Regions from separate parts of the Drosophila melanogaster genome. Here region 2 is linked to region 1. A link is a contact called in public Hi-C data. All regions are on one chromosome and are shown on one strand. Each heading gives the region's core, a stretch centred on a gene start, on an enhancer-like site or on the middle of the called end of the contact. The rest is flanking DNA. Distances are from core to core; before and after follow the strand shown. Region 1 holds the start of CG42699. Region 2 holds the start of Usp30 (Ubiquitin specific protease 30).

Region 1 (3,947 bases), core at 210-2,709:
TATAATGTGAAAACTCTGTGTGTGCATGAAGGATTATTTATGTTGGTTTGGATGTCTGATTTGGTGACTGAGAGTGAGTGTGTGTTTTGGGTGGGCTGCTGTATCCTTTGAATCCTGTACGGCGGGCAATAAATGAATCCTCGCTATTTATTACTACACGTCGATTGGAGAATTTATTTGATCGGAATATCAGCTTATAGCTGACTAATAGCACAGCAATTCCCTGAGAATGTCCCAGCAATTAACAAAACACACCGTGGTTTAACCATAAATTGGGGAAATATTTCGAAAAAAAAAGTATATATTTGATGGAAAACCAACTCGAAATTCATTCTAGCAGTCAGAAGAACATGACCAAATACAAGCCAATAAGAATAAGTGGAATATAAACCTGCAAGGCGAATTTTGAAACTCACCGTATCCTCGTCGTCATCGGTATTATCCTGAAGCTGCTGGAGTTGCAGCTTTGCCATGGCCGCCGTATGGTTCTCCATGTCCATGTCCTTGGGCGTGGACTCCTCGGAAATGACCGACGCCGATGGCAGGTTATCCACGAAGGCGGCAAAGCCGCATCCATTGCTGCTTTCTAGCGGCGTCTGCACCGATGTTGGCGAGGCCGACGATTTGGAACCGGATCTGGGCCGGACTCTGCCATTGACTGCGACGGTTTTTGGCGCCAAGGGAGCAGGCGAATGCTCGATGCGATGGGTATAGCGTGTATTCAGCCGTATGCTGCTATGCGGCGAGGACTGCGGGGATGAGGAAGAGCCATCACCACCGGTGGCAGCTTCTTCTCCGAGGGTTTTGGTCGGAGCAGGGGGCCCGGAAGCGTCCAGTTTTGGAACAATACCGCCGAGACGCAACTGCTGTTGGATCAGGCGCTCCGCTTCCTGCAGCAATTCATCCACGGATCGCATATCTGTGCTGTCGGACAGGCGACTCACCTCCTGGAATATGGACTCCGGGTCCGGATCGTTCAGTATTCCGCCGCAGTCCTGCTCTTTGGCCAGGAACTCGATGATCGAGCTGCTGTTCGTGTAGTCCAACGCATCCGCCTCCGACACGCCCTGTTTGTGGGGGCTAAGCACCTGCGACATGGCGCGCTGATGTGATCCGCAATCAAATGGGGCCAGTGAGGATGTCTATCTACTTTTCTGTTTCTATTCTATTTATATATATAGAATCCCGATGCTTCAGTGTGTTTGTTTGTTTGTTTGGTTTGCCTGGTCTATCAATGCAAACCAATTGAAAACGAACAGAAAACAGCCGGACTATGTGCTCGTTGGGGAATTTCCGGGTGCCCAGAGCTCGGACCTGGGGATCACGGATCTCACGGATGCGGACACGAGGCTCAGCGGACGCGGCGCATCGTCAGTTTGGCCGTGGCAACAACATTTTAACCACTTTTTGCAGTACCCACACCCCACTCCACTTTGTAGACAGTCGGTAGTAGTGATGGGCGAACGGCGATAAGCAGCTCGACAAAATATTCGATAGTCAAACAATTTTATTTTATGTTTTGTTTATGTTACATTAAGTAACGTCATTCAGTGACCGATTTTAACGTAAGCATTTCAGACATAACTGTTCCGCAAGTAAAACTTCATTTTTTTATTTTTTAACAAGAATCAATTAATACGAAATCTAATTGGAAAACGTAGTTTCAGTTAGATCTAATACAAAAACGTACCGTTATCCTGTATTCGATCAATTTAATCGATTTTTAGCTTTCGAACAAGCCGATAACCCGCAAATCGATTAACTAGCATACCTGTACTGGTACATTGCACTGTATTTACAGCTTTTTCCATTCAGTGTCGCCTGGTCACACCGCGAAGCATTTACAAATAAATTCCCTGGTCGTGTTGTTCTTTTTTTTCGTTCCGTTACATAGCACGCTAAAGTAAATATCCGAAAGGTAAATACGATCAGCTGAAGAGCAGGTAATAATGCGGAATATATATCCGGGCGAGAATGAAAAGCGGATAAGATAAAATCGCTGCGCGTGGCCAAAAAAAAAAACTGGACCACCTGAAAACGATCGAAAGGCGATAACAAGATAAAAAAAATGTACTGGCGTGTACAGTGAAAACGAGAACTCTAGGAATTACTAGTTAAACAGTGGGAGAACATGACGCATTGTTTGCATTTGTATGGCCGTTCGATAGTGTGTGTGTGTGTGCGCGGCCTTTTCGGTGTGCGTGCGGTGTGTGTGTGGGCAGTAAAATACTCGTTAATTAACCAATTTTAAAGAAGACTGAGAAAATAATAGTTCTATTCTCCGCCACTGCGTAATGTGCACGAAATTAACAAAAACCAAATGCACCATGTATTTCATCAGCAGTGCGGCAGCACGCACACAAATGCACTCAGCATACAGCCGTGTATCGATATTAGCGATTACCGATAACGCGTCCAACATATGCAATTACTACCGTTTTCCTGTTTTCCCCCGTTATAAAAAACAGAAAGAAAAACATTGTATACCGTTTTTCCAGGAAAACACAGAAAAAGAAAGAAAACACGAAAATATGCAGCGACTGTGGACCTAACCAGCCACCCCACCCAACTTCCTCCGCCCCCAGATTTCTTTTTGATATTTTTTTTCTGCCTCTCTGTAAGTTCATTTGCATGCAATTTGAATCGAGCCGAGATCGCAGCTCTTCGAGGTTCTCGGATCTCCATATTCTGTATATCTATAAGGCTGGAGAACTGAATGTATGTAGCAATTCCTATTCTCGTTTCGTACACGCCATGAAAGCAATGTACCCTTCTTGAAGATCTTGACTATATTTCTAGATCCAAAAGGTTAATTATACGAAAACAAAGAAAATAACACATTTTTCTCGATGCACTTTTATTATTGCTATCCAGGGATTCACTTTCCAAAAGAGCAGTGGAAACGTTGTGCAGGAATCCCCTATCAATTCCCACGGCAGACTAATTGCCAGTAATTAAAAAGCCCAACTGCTATACACCCAGATTAACTGAACCTTACATTTACGACGACAATAGTTTTGCGAAAGATAATAATTAAATAAAATTTATTGTTCCTCAAGCGACTACTTTTTTTTTTGGCCCGACCCTCAATGACGCCGAAATCGTTAAGCAAATAAGTTGCCCATAAATCGTTAACCAAAATTGGCTTTCCATTCACGATAACAATGAAAAGAAGCGTCTTGCAATAATGAAATCAATTTAAAGCTTTGTTTAATTGCACAAAAACGAAGTTAGTTTGGTATCAAGTCAAGGCTTTAAAGCTGACTAGATTACTTATAAAATTAAGACCACTCATCACCGAACTCCATTGACCATTTATCTTTTTTTCAGTTAAAGATCAGCCGATTCCAGAATGCTTTCTCTGCAGAATCAACGGCAACCGAAGACCACCCCACTGACGGACGACTACGTGACCTCGAACACGGTTCTGGGCTACGGGATCAACGGGAAGGTGGTGCAGTGCACCCATCGCCGCACCCAACAGAACTATGCCCTCAAGGTGCTGTTGGACAGTGAAAGGGCGCGTCGCGAAGTGGACCTGCATTGGCGGGTCAGCGGATGCCGGTACATTGTGAACATCATTGATGTGTACGAGAACACGTTTAAGGACAGGAAGTGCCTCCTGGTGGTCATGGAGTGCATGGAGGGCGGCGAGCTCTTCCAGAGAATTCAGGACAAGGCCGACGGTGCCTTTACGGAGCGGGAGGCGGCCCAGATAATGCACGAGATCTGCGCGGCCGTAGACTATCTGCACAGTCGCGACATAGCGCATCGCGATCTCAAGCCGGAGAACTTGCTGTACACCACCACTCAGCCGAATGCGACCCTTAAATTGACGGACTTTGGCTTCGCCAAGGAGACATTCACCAGTTACACGCTGCAGACGCCCTGCTACACTCCCTATTACGTGGGTGAGTGTGCCTTTTGTAGGGATAATCATCATCTAG
Region 2 (3,877 bases), core at 497-2,996, 120 kb before region 1:
TTGGGCGACAGCAGCTGCGGGAAGCACTCCTTGATCTCAGCCAGCAGCCGGATGGCCTGATCATACGATGGCGGCTGGCGGTCCAGCTGCACACGCAGCAGATCCCAAAAGGCCTTGTGCACCATCTTCTTGATGGCGCCCTCCAAACTGTGGACATGGGAATGTTAATTGAATGGTTTCCCTGACAGGGCTGCTGCTGGCACATGCTCACCTATCCGAGGGCGGCTCGTACTTCTGCAGCTTGAAGTCCGGATTGAGGGCTATCTCGTGGGCCAGCTCCATGTTGCGCAAATTCTTGAACATGCTGGACACTTCGTCCAGGGTCACAATTTTCGGCGGAGTACCATCCAAGCTGGGCAGCACGAAACGCGTCATGCTTTCCACGGAACTCTCGCTGTCCGTACGGATCCGGCGCTCCTCGTGCTCTTCGTGGTCGCCCGATTGTCCCGACTGTTCACTCCTATTCTCCTGGGCATCCATATTCAAATTCCAGTCCTTTGTTGTCTCCTCACGGGCGGAAGTGCGACGTTAGGCAGCTGCAGCAACTGGTTTCGACCAAATGCGAATTTGGTTACCACCGGTTAGAGCCAGTTGTATATATGGCTTGGTGATTATTACAAGGCAATTGGCAACTGCACTCGGGCTTTCTTTGTTCTTTGTTCGAGGTCGTCGCTAAAGCTCCGCTCGGGGTCAGTTCGCCTGGGAAAGAAAGGGGGTCTTAGATACAGTGATCGCAAGATACAAGTTACTCTTCCATATTCCTTGATGCGGTTTCTCATATTAGTATCGATTTTCATATAGAAGAGTTGGCAGGAAAATATTTTTAGGTTTATAATTGCAACACATAACCAATTTTCAATAACCTGTTGCTGTGTGCGCATATTTCTCAACCAAAAATAGTGTTTCAATTGTTATTTTCGAAATAGGTATTAGCCAATACCCACTGTAAACAAACACACGGAAGGAACCCGTTAAACGTGACTCGCACACACACACAAATGAGCAAACAAGTGCGCGTCTGCTTGCATGTATGAATGTGCGACAAGGAGAGAAGGCGCAAAAGATTTGAATGGAAATAAAATGTAACACTTTCGAAAATTCTCAAATTTTCTAGAATATGTAATTTGGCAAGCTGCGTGGCACAGATTCCAAAATTAAATGTGGAAAATGGGAGCAAATTGCACAACGGCCACGCAGCGAATAGACGACATAAACAAACGGCGCAATAAAGTAGCAACAAAAACAGAAGCGATTAGGTCCATGCGAGTGTGTGTATGTGTGTGTATGTATTTATGTTTCGTTGTTGTTGCTTTTCCTATTGCGCAGCAAGTCAGCTGGGGAAAATTGGAAAATTGGGAAATAGACACAAGGACGATGCAAAGTGGCTGCATTAAAACAAGATGAAAGCCAATCCGAATACTTACAATAGGAAGAAACGACGAGAAGGTTCCAGAGTATTCCGTTTTACTTTTCCCAAACAGCTGATTCACTTTCCACAATCACAGACAAATTTTGCAGTTAATTTTCACTCAATTATGCTCCTCCAGGAGGATTTTTATTCTAATCTGAACTATTAAGAACGACGACTGATATCCGAATGTTTCCGTTTCGATTGAAAACTTTGGTTGTTGTGCCTACTTTGTTTTCCTTTATTACAATCCCCTTTCCACACAGCTGTTCGAGGTGCCTATCGAAAGTTGATCAAATCGTCGCTATCGATAGACGATACAATAGTATGGGAAATATATTCTACGTTTACAAATTTAAGCTGTCAAACTTATGTTTGTTTAATGCTTATAGTAGAAACATTCACATGTACAACGATTCGGTTGAATTTTAAAATACTTGATTTTCTCTGCAAATTTAACGATAATTGCGCGCCAGTGTTGCGTAATGGCCGCACGTTGTGGTGTTAACAACTGAATCGCTTTGCAACACATCAAGAGACACAAAAATTTTTTCGGTCTAAATTCCTAACTAGAGTTAGTCTGTGTGCGATTTTGGCGGCGGGATTGGGAGTTCCCGGTACCGCAGTGATCTGCACCGGAAAACCAGCCATCGGAAATCTCAAGCCATGGAGAGCGAGAAGATTCTAATGGCCGCCGGAGTGACGGTAGCCGCCGTAGTCGGAGCCTTCGTTTTCTGGGGTCCTTCGGGTGAGTAGTAGATCTTCCATGGCGTAGTTCCCTACTCCAGCGAAACATTTGCAGGTTCCCGTTTGCGTCAACGACGCGGCCAAATTGCCGGTCTCCACAACTTTGGACTGACCTGCTTCCTAAACACCCTGCTACAGGCGATGGCCGCCTGTCCCCAGTTCATTGCCTGGCTGCAATTGTACAACAACGCCTCGCCGGATCGAAAAAGCTTAATTACGTCGATGTTAAACACTCTGGAAGTGGTCAATGGCACCCATGCCACTCTGCGCGGCGATCCCTATTCACCGGGAGCCGTTCTCCGGGCTCTGAATGCCCTGGGCTGGGTGATTCCACAGGAGGAGCACGACGCCCACGAGCTGTTCCACGTGCTATTGACCTGCCTGGAGGAGGAGGCCATACGACCACAGCCCCTCGGCTGTCTGTCGGATGCTCTGCCCACGGATAACGATGATAACAGCAGCTTGGCAGGCACAGCAACGCCAGTAGGGGGCTTTCGATCATTTAGCTCCATGGCAGCGGGACTGGGAGCCAGCCAGAGGATCGGGGATCAACCGAACCGGCCCTCCAGTGCCATGCTCACTGATTTCTTAAACATGGAGTATGATGAGAGCACCAGTTTGCAGCGATTGGTGCGTTCCGAGGCCCACACACCGGATTCGCCTGCCTCTGTTTGCGAACGCGACGGAAACGATCGCCTGGGATCCGTGCTTCTGGATGCCGTTTCGCCAGGGACACCCTTTGGCTTTCCGCTCGTCAGCAATCCGGATTCCTTGGCTACGCCTATGTTGGGCGGCGAGCGTTCGTCGCGACCGCGACTTCCACAATCCCAACAGCAGCAGGATGAGGGTCTGAATCGCCGGGTGTCCAGCTCCTGTCGATCGCTAGAGCGCCTGCATCGCGGACCAGGTCGGGTGTCCATCTGGTCCAACATGATGCCCAGCCAAGTGGCGCATCCGTTTCAGGGCGCCATGGGCGCACAGATCGTGTGCAATGGCTGCGGCTCCAAGTCGGCCGTTCGGTACGATAAGTTCGACAGCATAACGCTAAATCTGCCGCCGCAACGCAGAACTGGCTTGAGTTTGGGCCACTTGCTTAGCGAGTATATCACATCGGAGGATCTGAGCGATGTCAAGTGTGACTCCTGCAACGAGACCACCACGCACACCAAATCGGTTACGTTCGCTAAACTACCGGCCTGCCTGTGCATCCATGTGGCGCGGACGGTGTGGCTGCCAACTGGACAGGTGTGCAAGCGGAAGGACTATGTACACTTCCCCGAGAGCCTCTCCATGGCGCCCTACAGCTTCGTGCAGCCGCATCTCAATAGCCAGGTGAGCGTGTGTTGCATATGTTTGCCCCAGAATAACAAACTTCCCCTGTAAAAATTATCCTTATATATGATCATTTAAATACATATATCTAAAGGATATATATGTATAGGATATATCTATAGAATATAGGTCTTTCCTTTTCTAATTGGTGTACAAAGAGTAGTGGCATTCAATTCAAGAACTGTTTACATTTAGTAACTAGCATATTGTTAAAACAAACACTTTTGCTCATGATTACAGGCTGGCACTCCCTGGGGCTCGACAATGTCGCTGTATTCCTCCAGCCTGCCGATGAACAATGGCGTTGGTGGTGGCGAGGGCTTTGGCACGATGTTCCCCAAGAATCTTTACCGGCTTCTGGCCGTGGTGGTGCACTCCGGGGAGGCAAAC

The links. A called contact is a pair of places that touch in the nucleus more often than the background predicts.
Region 2: a contact with region 1 is called in a Hi-C map of the Kc167 cell line, with 5 times the contacts expected there. The contact joins the promoter of Usp30 here to the promoter of CG42699 in region 1. A contact is called at or near these places in 1 of 1 datasets of contacts at CTCF or cohesin (the Kc167 cell line), 45 of 107 Hi-C or Micro-C datasets (the Clone 8 cell line, the D17-c3 cell line, the Kc167 cell line and 17 more) and 3 of 6 datasets of contacts at active chromatin or transcription factors (all in the Kc167 cell line).

Annotation. Positions count from the first base shown.
Region 1 is chrX:5,762,065-5,766,011 of dm6, reverse strand. CG42699 reads right to left here and starts at 1,459. Exons shown (of 7, transcript NM_132035.3): 1 at 417-1,459. The coding sequence starts at 1,097. MAPk-Ak2 (MAP kinase activated protein-kinase-2) reads left to right here and starts at 1,809. Exons shown (of 4, transcript NM_176688.3): 1 at 1,809-1,943; 2 at 3,331-3,911. The coding sequence starts at 3,353. CG3097 reads left to right here. Exons shown (of 4, transcript NM_132031.3): 4 at 1-157.
Region 2 is chrX:5,877,656-5,881,532 of dm6, reverse strand. Usp30 (Ubiquitin specific protease 30) reads left to right here and starts at 1,746. Exons shown (of 4, transcript NM_132046.3): 1 at 1,746-2,156; 2 at 2,211-3,487; 3 at 3,728-3,877. The coding sequence starts at 2,075. CG16721 reads right to left here and starts at 1,664. Exons shown (of 6, transcript NM_132047.3): 1 at 1,425-1,664; 2 at 212-699; 3 at 1-147. The coding sequence starts at 480.